4 separate regions of the Mus musculus genome follow, and regions 2, 3 and 4 are each linked to region 1. Evidence: chromatin contacts called from public Hi-C and HiChIP or PLAC-seq data. All regions are on one chromosome and are shown on one strand. Each heading gives the region's core, a stretch centred on a gene start, on an enhancer-like site or on the middle of the called end of the contact. The rest is flanking DNA. Distances are from core to core; before and after follow the strand shown. Region 1 holds the start of Ttc39a (tetratricopeptide repeat domain 39A). Region 2 holds the start of Calr4 (calreticulin 4). Region 3 overlaps Osbpl9 (oxysterol binding protein-like 9). Region 4 overlaps Calr4 (calreticulin 4).

What was found. Hi-C and Micro-C count contacts between places; a contact is called where the count stands out from the background. HiChIP or PLAC-seq counts read pairs in DNA pulled down with a chosen protein or histone mark.
Region 2: an H3K4me3 HiChIP or PLAC-seq map of bone marrow-derived macrophages shows a contact between it and region 1, with 4 times the contacts expected there. The contact joins the promoter of Calr4 here to the promoter of Ttc39a in region 1. A contact is called at or near these places in 5 of 39 promoter capture datasets (the C10 cell line, hematopoietic stem and progenitor cells, liver and 2 more), 5 of 115 datasets of contacts at active chromatin or transcription factors (bone marrow-derived macrophages and embryonic stem cells) and 3 of 9 other capture datasets (adipose tissue, liver and pancreatic islet).
Region 3: a Hi-C map of embryonic stem cells shows a contact between it and region 1, with 1.9 times the contacts expected there. The contact joins the enhancer-like site here to the promoter of Ttc39a in region 1. A contact is called at or near these places in 4 of 39 promoter capture datasets (the C10 cell line, embryonic stem cells, pre-B cells and 1 more), 1 of 15 datasets of contacts at CTCF or cohesin (pro-B cells), 6 of 484 Hi-C or Micro-C datasets (B cells, the G1E-ER4 cell line, the HL-1 cell line and 2 more), 1 of 115 datasets of contacts at active chromatin or transcription factors (stem cell-derived neural progenitor cells) and 1 of 9 other capture datasets (adipose tissue).
Region 4: an H3K4me3 HiChIP or PLAC-seq map of bone marrow-derived macrophages shows a contact between it and region 1, with 4 times the contacts expected there. The contact joins the enhancer-like site here to the promoter of Ttc39a in region 1. A contact is called at or near these places in 7 of 39 promoter capture datasets (the C10 cell line, hippocampal neurons, liver and 3 more), 2 of 15 datasets of contacts at CTCF or cohesin (large pre-B cells and pro-B cells), 10 of 484 Hi-C or Micro-C datasets (the Ba/F3 cell line, the G1E-ER4 cell line, the HL-1 cell line and 5 more), 6 of 115 datasets of contacts at active chromatin or transcription factors (bone marrow-derived macrophages, embryonic stem cells, neural stem cells and 1 more) and 4 of 9 other capture datasets (adipose tissue, embryonic stem cells, liver and 1 more).

What each region holds. Positions count from the first base shown.
Region 1 is chr4:109,405,826-109,408,525 of GRCm38.p6, forward strand. It overlaps Ttc39a (tetratricopeptide repeat domain 39A), which reads left to right and starts at 1,275. Exons shown (of 18, transcript NM_153392.2): 1 at 1,275-1,384. The coding sequence starts at 1,347. Ttc39aos1 (Ttc39a opposite strand RNA 1) reads right to left here and starts at 432. Exons shown (of 4, transcript NR_131195.1): 1 at 1-432.
Region 2 is chr4:109,234,283-109,236,982 of GRCm38.p6, forward strand. It overlaps Calr4 (calreticulin 4), which reads left to right and starts at 1,350. Exons shown (of 8, transcript NM_001033226.4): 1 at 1,350-1,593. The coding sequence starts at 1,443. All of the region lies in intron 2 of Gm40225 (a long non-coding RNA gene), which reads right to left.
Region 3 is chr4:109,172,488-109,175,187 of GRCm38.p6, forward strand. All of the region lies in intron 1 of Osbpl9 (oxysterol binding protein-like 9), which reads right to left. Among named protein-coding and RNA genes, the nearest start is that of Gm46867, 28 kb to the right of the region's middle. Within about 2 kb of position 1,389, at least 60 of the 459 cell types and tissues checked have an H3K27ac peak or open chromatin away from gene starts, as enhancers often do. A contact at or near this core is called in adipose tissue and embryonic stem cells, where this site is marked.
Region 4 is chr4:109,254,140-109,256,839 of GRCm38.p6, forward strand. Calr4 (calreticulin 4) reads left to right here. Exons shown (of 8, transcript NM_001033226.4): 8 at 1-438. The region is part of intron 2 of Gm40225 (a long non-coding RNA gene); the gene reads right to left. Among named protein-coding and RNA genes, the nearest start is that of Calr4, 20 kb to the left of the region's middle. Within about 2 kb of position 1,417, at least 21 of the 459 cell types and tissues checked have an H3K27ac peak or open chromatin away from gene starts, as enhancers often do. A contact at or near this core is called in the Ba/F3 cell line, the G1E-ER4 cell line and bone marrow-derived macrophages, where this site is marked.

The DNA of each region.
Region 1 (2,700 bases), core at 25-2,524:
GGATAGTTTCCACATAGCAGTGCCTGGCCTCTGCTCACACAGAGCAGCATAAGGACATCCTGGGAAATAGCTCAGCAGTCAAGAGCATTGGCTGCTCTTCCAGAGGACAGAGGTTCAATTCCCAGCACCTACATGGCGCCTCACAATGTCTGTAACTCCAGCTCCAGGGGATGTGTCACTTTCACTCTGGCATAGCTGCAGGCAAAACTCTAATACACATAAAAATATTTTTAAAAAGAACAACAAACAACTCACAGTCTTTCCAGGCAGTTATCTTGATGAGAGCAGCAATCCCCCAGACATTTCTCCCTATTCCTAAACTCAAGTTGCCTGGCTCCTCTGGGATCTGATCCAAGTCCTTCCCACCATGGCTGCATTTGCAGGCTGCTCTTTTTTGCTTCCTCTTCTGACATCCTGGAGCTCAGGGCCAATCCCTCCTCCTGTCCCTTGCCTTTCTAAAGGGACAGCTCTAATCTAATGGCAGCCACGTGTTATGATGAGTCACCAGAGCATCTGGGGCCCAGAGGTAGTGGCCGGTTAACTCTTAATGGGCCAGGGCTCTCTGCTAGAAGATCATGTGGGCTTCTTCGGAACCTGTCTCAGGTCTAAGTGCAAAGTGGGCATCTGGGGGATGGACCACTCACTCTGGAAGTGAGAGAGGAGGGGGCCAAAGGGAGAAGGGGCTGAGTGTGAGCTTTGGAGTTAGGAGGGCTAAGTTGCAGTTCCTGCTGGCCACTTACTGTAGAGTGGCTCTACACAGGTCACATGAACTCAACCGCTCGAGTTTTCGCATCTGAAAAAAAAAAAAATGGCAATTTTAGGGATTGTTTGAGAAGGAGAGTGTGAGCTGCCTGCTAGCGGTGCGTGCTAACCCGCCCGCTTTCCCGCCTTCTGGTCTCTTGCAAAACACTGGCCCCGTTTGGGCAAGCGGTTAGAATGAATGTCCACGCCTGTCTGCAGAAGCTAGGCTTTCTCCGCTAACATGGCCCGGCAGTGAGGCTGGACCGCGAGATCTCAGGTGTGGGGCCGGGAGCTGAGGCCTAGGGAAGGTGGAGAATTTCCCAGCCCGAGTGGGTGGAGGTGTTGGCAGCTCCGGTCCATGTCTGCGCCGATGCTCCAAGGCCAGGCTGTGCCGACCTTGAGCGCCCGGGTCCCACCTGGCCAGCGCCAGGGGCGGGCGCTGCGCTGCGCGGGCGCGGCCATGGTCCCACTGCGCGGGTGGGCAGCCCGAGACCGGCCCGGCCCCGTCGCCTTCCCCGCCCCCCGGCGCGCCCCTCCCCGGCCGCCGCGTCGCTGGGATCCGGCCGCAGCACCTGGGCTGCGCCTGGCGTCCGGCGCGCGCAGCGATGACCACGGCCAGCGGCCCGGGCGACCTGCCGGCGGGGTGAGTGGCGGAGGCCGCCTCGGGGCGCGGGCCGTGCAGGGCGAACGCTGCGGGGGCCTCCTAGGAGGAGCCCCGGGACCGCACTGCGGCTCCAGCCGCTGCGCAGCCTGCAGCCCGCGCCCCGCTGCCTCCTGGGGACCCTGGCTCAGTCACAGGCCTTCTGGGTCCCAACTTTCTCTCCCTCCTCATGGAGTCTATACCCATGGGGTGGGCCTTGTTACGATCACCCTTCTTTACAGATGAGAAAACTGAGGCATAGCTCTTAAGTGACTTTGATTATCCAGGAGGTAAGAGTGGAAAGTGAGATTTGAACACAGCTCTGTCTGGTGACATCCCCTTTAGGGATATTTGGGGTATTTGAAGGGCTCTAAGTGTGCTCGGGCCCAGGGTATTGGGTGTACCAGGAACCTAGGTTGTCAAGGTGGGTGCTGTCACTATCAACATGGCTGTCTTGGCCAGCCCCACCCCCACCCCTCCAAAGTCACAGTCAGACCCCCTAGGTTGATCCCGGGCACTGCCAGTTGCTGTCTGGAGATAGTCAGCAGCTCTGCTGTGTTTGGGTTTCAGTGCTTAGGGGGCAGTTGCTGGGATCCTAGGCTGCTGGGAGGTTGCTGGGCAGAGAGAGATCCTGCTCAGGTGAGCTGGGAGGGGTGCCTGCCCTACCTGGAGACTCAGACTAGTGACAATATTTGCCAAGGGCCTGAGGCCTGACAGATGAACAGGGAGGAGAGAAACCACCAGCCAGCTGGAAGCCTCTAGTGTGGGTCTGAGAGAATGGTAGCTCGGTGCTGAGGAACATCGTGGCTGGAGGAAGTCACCTGTTAAGTTTTCCCCTAATCATTTTCTGTTGTATAATTTTGGTCAAGGCATTTGACCAAACCTCCCTGACTTCTGGTTCCTGCTTTGGAAAACACAGAGAGGCTGGGTTAGCTACGCTCTTCCTGCTGAGGGTTGAAAGCTCCGGAGCTTGGCTGACTACCTTTCTGCGCAGCCCTGTCCGAACACCACCCTTCAGTATTAGAAGCGTGGTTTTCAGGAGAAAAGGCAGACATGGAACAAGGCTTCCATCCACAAACCCAGACTTGCTGGCTGAAAGCCAGACTCGTCCCTCTTGCCTATATACCACAGCTGTGCCTGAGTCCCTGGAAGAACCCTGGGTACCTCTAACTCTGCTCCCAGCCTCCAGGCCAGTAAGCACAAAGTTCTAACAAAAAACAGAACATCTGTGTTCCTGTATGCCTGTGAGGGCCCAATCTTTGTGCTCACACAGGCCCATTTGTCCAGTCCCCTGCTTCTGGTCAGTGCCATCCTTGTGG
Region 2 (2,700 bases), core at 100-2,599, 170 kb before region 1:
CTAAGGCTGCAGAGTGAAGGCCTGCCAACGAAAGGGCAGGAGACAGGAGACTGCTCAGTCAGTAAAGTACTTGCCATACTGCATGATGTCTTGAGTTCAATTCCCAATGCCTATGTAAAAGGTCAAGTATGGTGGCACGTACTTGCTATTATAGCACTGTGAGGCAGAGACAAGAGGGTCCCTGGGGCCTGCTGGCTCCCCAGTCTAGCCTAACCAGCAAGACCCAGGTTATGGTGAGGTGAGAAAGTCTGTCTCAAAAAGCAAAGACAACATCTCAACAACTGAGTAAGGATACCTGAGGATGTTGTCTGACCTCCACATGTAAGTAAATACTCAGGGAATGTGCACATCTAACTGCATTCATCCTAATACCTGCACACACACACATACACACACACATATGTATATGTATATATACTCACACACACACATATACACTCACACATGCACATAAGCTGGGTGTGGTGGTATTTATTGTCTGTAACTTCAGTACTCAGGAAGCAAAGACAGAGTAAGGATCAGGAGTTCAAAGCCAGCCTGGGCTGATATAAAAATAAAAAATTAGGAAGGCAAGCCCAAGCCCATGGGTTTCCTGAGAAGCAGCTGAGACATCAGAGCTGGGCCCTGCGTGAGAGGAACTGACAGTGGCCAGCTCCCAGTGTTCTCGCTGGCTGTGTGCTGATGTGAGGTTTTCCTGAGAAGATGCGAAGCATTGCCCTTACCTATGGGGCAGTGAGAGTTGAGAACCTCCCTTCAGAGGCAGGGAGGAGAGGAAATAAAGGCCTCCCTCAAAACCTCTTCTAGCTCAAGCTGCCAAATGGCTCTGGGACTCTGGGACTCGGGTTGGTCCCAGGAAGTGGAGTCAGCAACTCTGAGGAAGGGACTGGGCACCGAGTGTTTGGGTGGAATGCCAGCTCCTCAAAAGAATGCTTCTTTGTCCTCGTGCCATCCGTGCCAAAGCAAAACACATTTATCAGCAGTCGAAAACTGCAAGGGAGAGTCCATAGAGTTTAAGCAACAGAAAGGGGCCAGGAGAAATTGATTGTTCGTGATAATCATTACTAATTTAAGGAGTTTGAAATGTTTTGCTAGTCTCTTCCCTGAGGGAGCAGGTTTTACTATTTTACTTCACAAAGCATAAGTGTGTGCAAGGGCTTAGTCCTCAGGGGCTTATTTTCCATCTACTTTTGTGACTATAGCGCTTCTTGCCCTACAACCGCACCCTCCCAATGGCAGTTTTCAGGACTTAACCCCCGCGAATGCAGTGTTGGTGGAAAAGTGGCTCAGGTGCTTGGCATTTGAGCAGCTCCTCCTGACAGGACATAAATAGTGGGTTCCAGGTACTGTGTGGTAAGCGTGATTTCAGGAATATTCTGAGTCACCTGTTACTTTTTCCCTCTGCCCGTAGAACTTAATTAGCAATGGCAACTTGATTCATTTGAATGTGTTGGTTTTTTTTTTTTTCTCTCTCTCTCTCTCCTTTCTCCACAGATGGATGGACAAAACGGTGGGTACAATCTAAACATCAGTCAGATTACGGCCAATTCCAGCTAGCCTCGGGAAAATTTTATCAAGATAAAGAGAGAGATAAAGGTAAATTCTAGAATTCGGGGCCGTAATGATTGTATGACTTTAACTCGATTGCTTTTAATCCGTGATTACCAATTCATTTCTCTTACTGGATAGATAGATAAATAAATAAATAAAATGGGTGGAGCTGAACATGGTGGTGCACGCCTGTAACCCCCATACTCAGGAGATTGAAACATCCAGGTTGCGGCCACTTAGGGCTAAATGATGAGTTCCAGAGCAGGCTGGATTACAGAGTAAGACCCTGTCACAATCAAACACACACACACAAAAAATGTTAAGTAAAAAAGGGTAGTCTCGCCACAAAACTTATTATGCTTTGTAGCTGAATAATGGGTATTTTAAGCTGGCCTTTTGCATATCTTGTCTTTCATCTTTCTAACATTTTCACCAAGTGGTTATTAGTATCTTCCCAGTTTTTCAGAGGAGCCTCAGAAAGGTTTTCATATTTGCCCGAGGCTATACTCTACAGTTGAGGGGAACAGCTGAGGCTTGACTTGGATCTGACTCTAGGGACCGTGCTCATTACCACTAATGTGTGCTGTTTTCCCCAAACTCCTAGGATTTTACAAGTAGTGTTCTGTCCTGGAAACCTGAGAAAGCACTGCCAAACACCCAAATGTCTGTCTAGAGCAGCGTTTCGTGCCTCACTGACGAGCTGTAGAATTGGAGCACGTCTTTTTACTTCTCCAAGTGTTTGCTGTTAGACAAAGATAGCTATCACCTGCCATGTTCACTAGGCAGAGCTTTCGTAAAGGCCCAATAACACTGTGGAGGAAGGCTGAGCTCCAAGGACAAGGACTGGGGGCATGGGCTCTTGGTCTGAGAAAGCTTTTGTTCTATAAATAGACTTCATTGATCACCCCCTGGAGTGATTTCCCATCTTCCTCCATCTGGCTACTGTTGTGAATCTCATTTTCATATTTATTAAAGGGGGAGAATTATGAGCTGGTTTGAGCATTTTAAAATCTTGTTTAAATCCTTTCTGGAAAGTTGTGTTTAGAGGACAGAGATCTGGAGACTGAGCAGTTCCCAGGACGCCCGTGTCTTGGTACTGCAGCACAGGCAGTCTACATTGCCCCATCTCCTTATAGCCTGCCTTCTTGGTCC
Region 3 (2,700 bases), core at 139-2,638, 230 kb before region 1:
AAATGAAAGTAGTTTGCCATCTATTCAAACCAACCTGAACACAGAACTTTACACACATCCTCAGTGCACACAGCCACTGCAATGTCTATCCCTCTCCATGTCCCTTCACTACAGACCAGCATTGAGTGTAAGAATCTCTCCCCATGATGAGGACAAGAGGGAGGGACCACACTTTCCGTGCAATCCCCAGATGTCATGTCTCCTTTTCTGTTTTGCAGCCACTCATCAAAGTGCCTTAGCCATCTGGTCTGGATTCTCACCCTTGAGTGCCCAGCCTCCTGTGTGTTCCTTGATTGGGGCATGTACAGCCTTTGGGGCATTCCTAGGAGGGTGAGAAGTCTATCTTGGCTTATTGTATGCTCTAGTGCAGTGTCTGGTATACATTAGGTGCTCAAAAAGCATATCCTGGTGAGACACTGTTGTCCCTTCTGTCCCCTCACTAGCCTGGGTGGAACTCAGGCTGTTACAGGAAGCATAGAGCTGACATCCAGGAAATAAATGCTCCTGGAAATTAATTGGCCACCCTAAGTAAAATCTAGGAGAGGGATTGTAATACATATGTAATACTTGTAGAATAATTGATATTTTCCACTTCCCACCTGTATGAAAAAAAAAAATCAAAACAAGCAGACTCCATGTGACTGTACAATTGTCCTGCTTGAAGCCCCAGACACCTATAACCTCCAAATTTCTAAGCGATGGGAATTCATGTTCAGAAGTGATTGCTGATATTCTGAAGACAGTCTGCTTTTATTTTTGCAAACACAGATAGATAATTTAGGGGGAAAATACCGGGCATGATCAAAGAGTTCCTTACTAATAGGGCAACTAATAAAAGCATTGCTAAGAGAGGCATTCTTAAGCACTTAATAGCCCTTTTATGGAACTATATTTATCTTCTCTCCAAAACAATAAAGACATGATACAAAAACATTCATTAGGTTAGAATACAACCAATGAGATTAGAATGCAAAGCTATTCACATACACACTCTCCTCTCCTCTCCTCTCCTCTTCCCTTCCCTGCCCTCCCTTCCCCTCCTCCCCCATCTCCTTCATCCTTGAGCCGCCTGCATTGTAAAGCAGTTTTTAAAATCACAAGACACAAGGCCAGACAGGCCAATGATGTTGCTTCCATTTGGATTATGAATTACAAAACACTAAAACAACTGGAAGCAATTACACAAATAGCTGAGGAACTGCTCAGGCGAATCAGAATATGGAGCATTCTACAAAATAACCGACGATAAAAAAATAGTCTCACACAAACAATCCAAACACAAGAGCACAGAAAGCACAAAGGAGCAAGGACAGAGAGCAACTCTGAATCCAGAGATCCAGAGTGGGGGCCCGGGCTGCAGCAGTGAAGCTTGCTGGCTCCTGGGTAAGGCACTGGCAGCACACTAGGGACCTGAGCTCCATCCGGCACCACCCCTCTGCGGCTCCTTCTTCAGTAAGCTGTCTCCTTTGCCTGTTAATATCTCCCCGAGCCTGTTGGATTCTTTCTTCAGGAACACAATAATCTGGAACACTCCAGGTGGTGCCCCCTGAACTCTGTTATCGAGACCAGCCCAACTGCTCTCAAGTCTAGGTCTGGATGATCCTCACGAGCTCCAGGCCAGCTTGGGCTACATACGGAGACTGTTTCAAAATAAAGATAAATATGTCAAGCAAACCAGAACAAAATAATCTTGCAGTCCAAAAGCTCCCACCATTCCTGTGGCCCAGCCTGACTTTCCAGCTCCCTGAACCAGCCAGTCCTTCATGCCTAAGGGCTTTGACAGACTGTTCTCTTGCCTGCAGTGCCTGCCCATGTTCCAGGTTCCTTAACAAGCTAATCCTGCTTACCCTCAGGAAATTCTAGCTGAGGCCCTGGACTACATTATAACCATTCCTGCCAAAAAGCCATTTTTAAAAGACAATCTTTCCCTTCATAATATTGTGGGGAAATAAAACTTCCCTGGATTTCTCTGCGTTCTAATCAAAAGCTGTAGAGCATGTCATAATAATTAATTTTTTCATTTTTCTCTGATCTCAAAGAATAACAAATATTTTCTTTCCCAGTGGAGTGTGAAAATTATATCCTGGAATAGGAAAGTCATTTTAAGAGCATGTAAGAACCACTCAGCTCAATGTATTAAATCTGTTGCCCAACAGGGGTTCTGAATCGCTTTAGTCTGAGGCTATGTTTTCTTACTTTAGATGAACTTCAGGATTCCACTTAAGAAGCCATCCATAGGGGCTGGAGAGATGATTTGGAGCCTAAGCGCACGGGTGGCTCTTGCAGAGAGCCTGGGTTCAGTCCCCAGCACCACATGGTGTCTCACAATCACTGTAACTCCACTTCCAGGGACTGAACACCCTCTTCTGGCCTCTATGGGCACTGTACACATCAGGTACTTAAGTGCATGCAAGCATATACATAAAATAAAATTTTTAAAGTTTTTTTTTTTTAAATCTTCAAGGGCCAGCAAGATGGTTCAGTGGGTAAAACTGCTTGCTACAAAAGCCCTACAACTTGACCTAGATCCCTTGGTGGGAGAAGAGAACTGATTCCCAAAAGTAGTCTTCAAGCCTATGCCTTGGACACATCTGCTATACAACACACACATACACACCATTTATAGTAAATAAAATTTTTTAAATCAAGAAACATTCAAAATATTCTCCATTTAGGCTCCAAAGCTGCAGATACCATTTA
Region 4 (2,700 bases), core at 167-2,666, 150 kb before region 1:
CTGCTCTATTTGCTCATTGGTAGAAAGGGAATGATAATTTTATCTCATGAAATGGCCCTTGGGACTGAATGAGGCAATGCCTGTAACATGCCCAAAGTAAATACTTGTAAAAAAAATGTAGTAGTTAAAACTACTATCATTATCATGGTGTTTATGAAATTAATTGTTGGTAAATAAGCTTCTATATAAACTTGGTTCTTACTTTCAACTGGGGTTTTTCTTTTGTTTAAATATATGCAATTCTTAGTATTTATGGAGCAGTGCTAACAGTTGAACCCAATGTTTCCTTTTTTTTTTTTTTTTTTAAATGTATTGAGCACCTAAAGCCAAAAGCAGAACATCCTTTGGACGTTTGGAAAAATACTTCATGAAAGTCACCTTGTTTGCCTGCTGCTCTTGCCTTATGTTTAAACAATTGTTACTTGTTTGCAAGTTTGCTTGTCTTATTTCTATCTTTTTTGTTCCACCGGCTCACAGCATCATTATCTCTTGAGTTCTTGTAGTTCTTTATAGATTAGAAAGCATTTTCCCACAAATTCGCAGTGTGCCTACAATGCATCTATTCAGTCTTACAGAGGTCACTGCAGAGATCATTGCTATCTTCATGTTGCAGACACAGAAACTTGTTCAGGGTCAGTCAGTAAGGGGCGGGCCAGGATCTGATCTCAGGTTCATCTGGCTGAAAAGCTTAGCCTTCTACTGCACCAGGCGATTTGAATGAATATCTATTAGTACGAAATACAGACAGAAAGTAACCTGTCACATGGAAGAAATGTCCTTATATCCTTTTGTTTTGTTTTTGTTTTAATCCAACATTTAAGGAACCAGTAAACGACAGGGTTACCAACACAAATCAAGGTACTCACTAAATATCCATTGGAAAGTGTGAACTCCTATCCTCAACTACATAGTGACCGCAAGGCCAACCTGGACTAGACCCTATCTCAAAAAACAACCAACCAAACACAAAACCAAACCACCAACTCACTCTGCCTATGCCTGCAGGTTTCAGAGACACCTTCATAAAGACCTTTGAGCCAGGTATTGAAGAATACAAGAAAATGTAGAACAGATTTGCAGTTAAAGAACTAGGAGCCTGGATAACAGGAAGTGGAGTCATCAGATCAGTGAGAGTGGCAGGAAGTTCTCCCTTCCTCCCTGGAAGCTGGGACATAGTCAGCTTGTTTTGTTTCTTAGAAAAACTAAATGTTTAATTTTTAAAAGAATATCTTTTATATATTCTTTGGCATTTGTATACATGTATACATGAGCACCTTCATCGTCATTTGAGACAGGTTCCCACAGTCTTGCCCTGTTGCCCTGATTGGCAGAGAGTTTACTTTGAAACATAGACTGGCTTTTAACTTCCTCATACCTCAGCCTTTGAGTGCTGGAATTGCACGCATGCAAAAACTGCTCAGCTCCTAGTGGTGGGTCTTGGATTTTTAGAATATTCTAGATTAGGAGATAGTACATTGGGTAAAAAAGCTAACTATTAAAACTTGAGTTTCATCTCTGAATTTCACATGGTAGAAAGAACCAACTCTTGTAAATTGTCTTCTTCTACACACATGCAGTATATATACATACGAATTAATAAATATTTAAAAAAACAATTTTAAGTGGCGGTTGGGTGTGGAAAGAAATTTGGAAAGATTAGCACCTGACAGCCCACAGACTGTAGAGAGTTTTCATAGCCTGGGGGAGGGGTATGGGGGGTTGGGGTGGTAGCCAAGGCACACCAACCCACAAAAGGCAGTTTCAAAATAGTATCAAGTTTTAAGATATCGTACATGAGCTGACTAAGATCTCTCTGGCACTGCTTGATACCAAGCACATTGGGACATCACTTTTGAAATAGCAGCTCAGACCCAGGGTGAAGAGACGAGCTTTATGCAGCTAATTTTGTGGCACAAACCGGTTTTTCTTCCATTGAAGGAGTTGGGAGAGCATGCAATGGTCCCCTCAGCATTAAAGAGCACTCGATACTTTCTGCGATCAGTGAGAAAGGGGACAGACACGAAACAAACTTGCTCTGAGGGCTGTGGATGAGTGACAGAGTGTGTATCTAACGTGCACAGGACCCTAGTACTGGAAGAACTAAGTAAGGGCTGGGTCTCAGAGGTCTCATTATCTTAATTTGATTACTTCTAGTGAGTAAAGTAAAAACTAAGGTTGTCCAAAGATACCTAAAGCTAGGACCTTAACAATGCGGTATTTGTTTTGTTCGGGGCTAACTCTTCCTAGAATTCCCTTTCCTAACTGACCTGGCCTTATACAGAGTAGTAAAGTTTCCCAAGACGGAGTCTCTGCCTGGGCTTTTTTTTTGGTTGTCAGTAAAGAAGGCCCATGCCTGTCTTCTTCCTCTATGGAGAAGACAGTATGCATTAGGCTGAAAAGACATCTTCTAAAAAGAAGAAAGACATTAGATCGCTGCTTCTAAGCTGTAAAGCAAGCTGTAAAATAATAAAACAATGACCACAAAGCCATTACAAAATGTGTATATCACAGAATGCTTCTTAAAATTAAATGTAAACGTTTTATTTTATGTATATAGGTGTTTTACCTGCACGGGTGTTTGTCCACCACTTGTGTGCCTGGCGCAGGTAAAGCCCAGTAGAGGACATCAGATCCCTTGGACCGACAGGTACAGATTGTTGCGAGCTGCCACAGTGAGTGCTGGGAATCGGACTGGGGTCC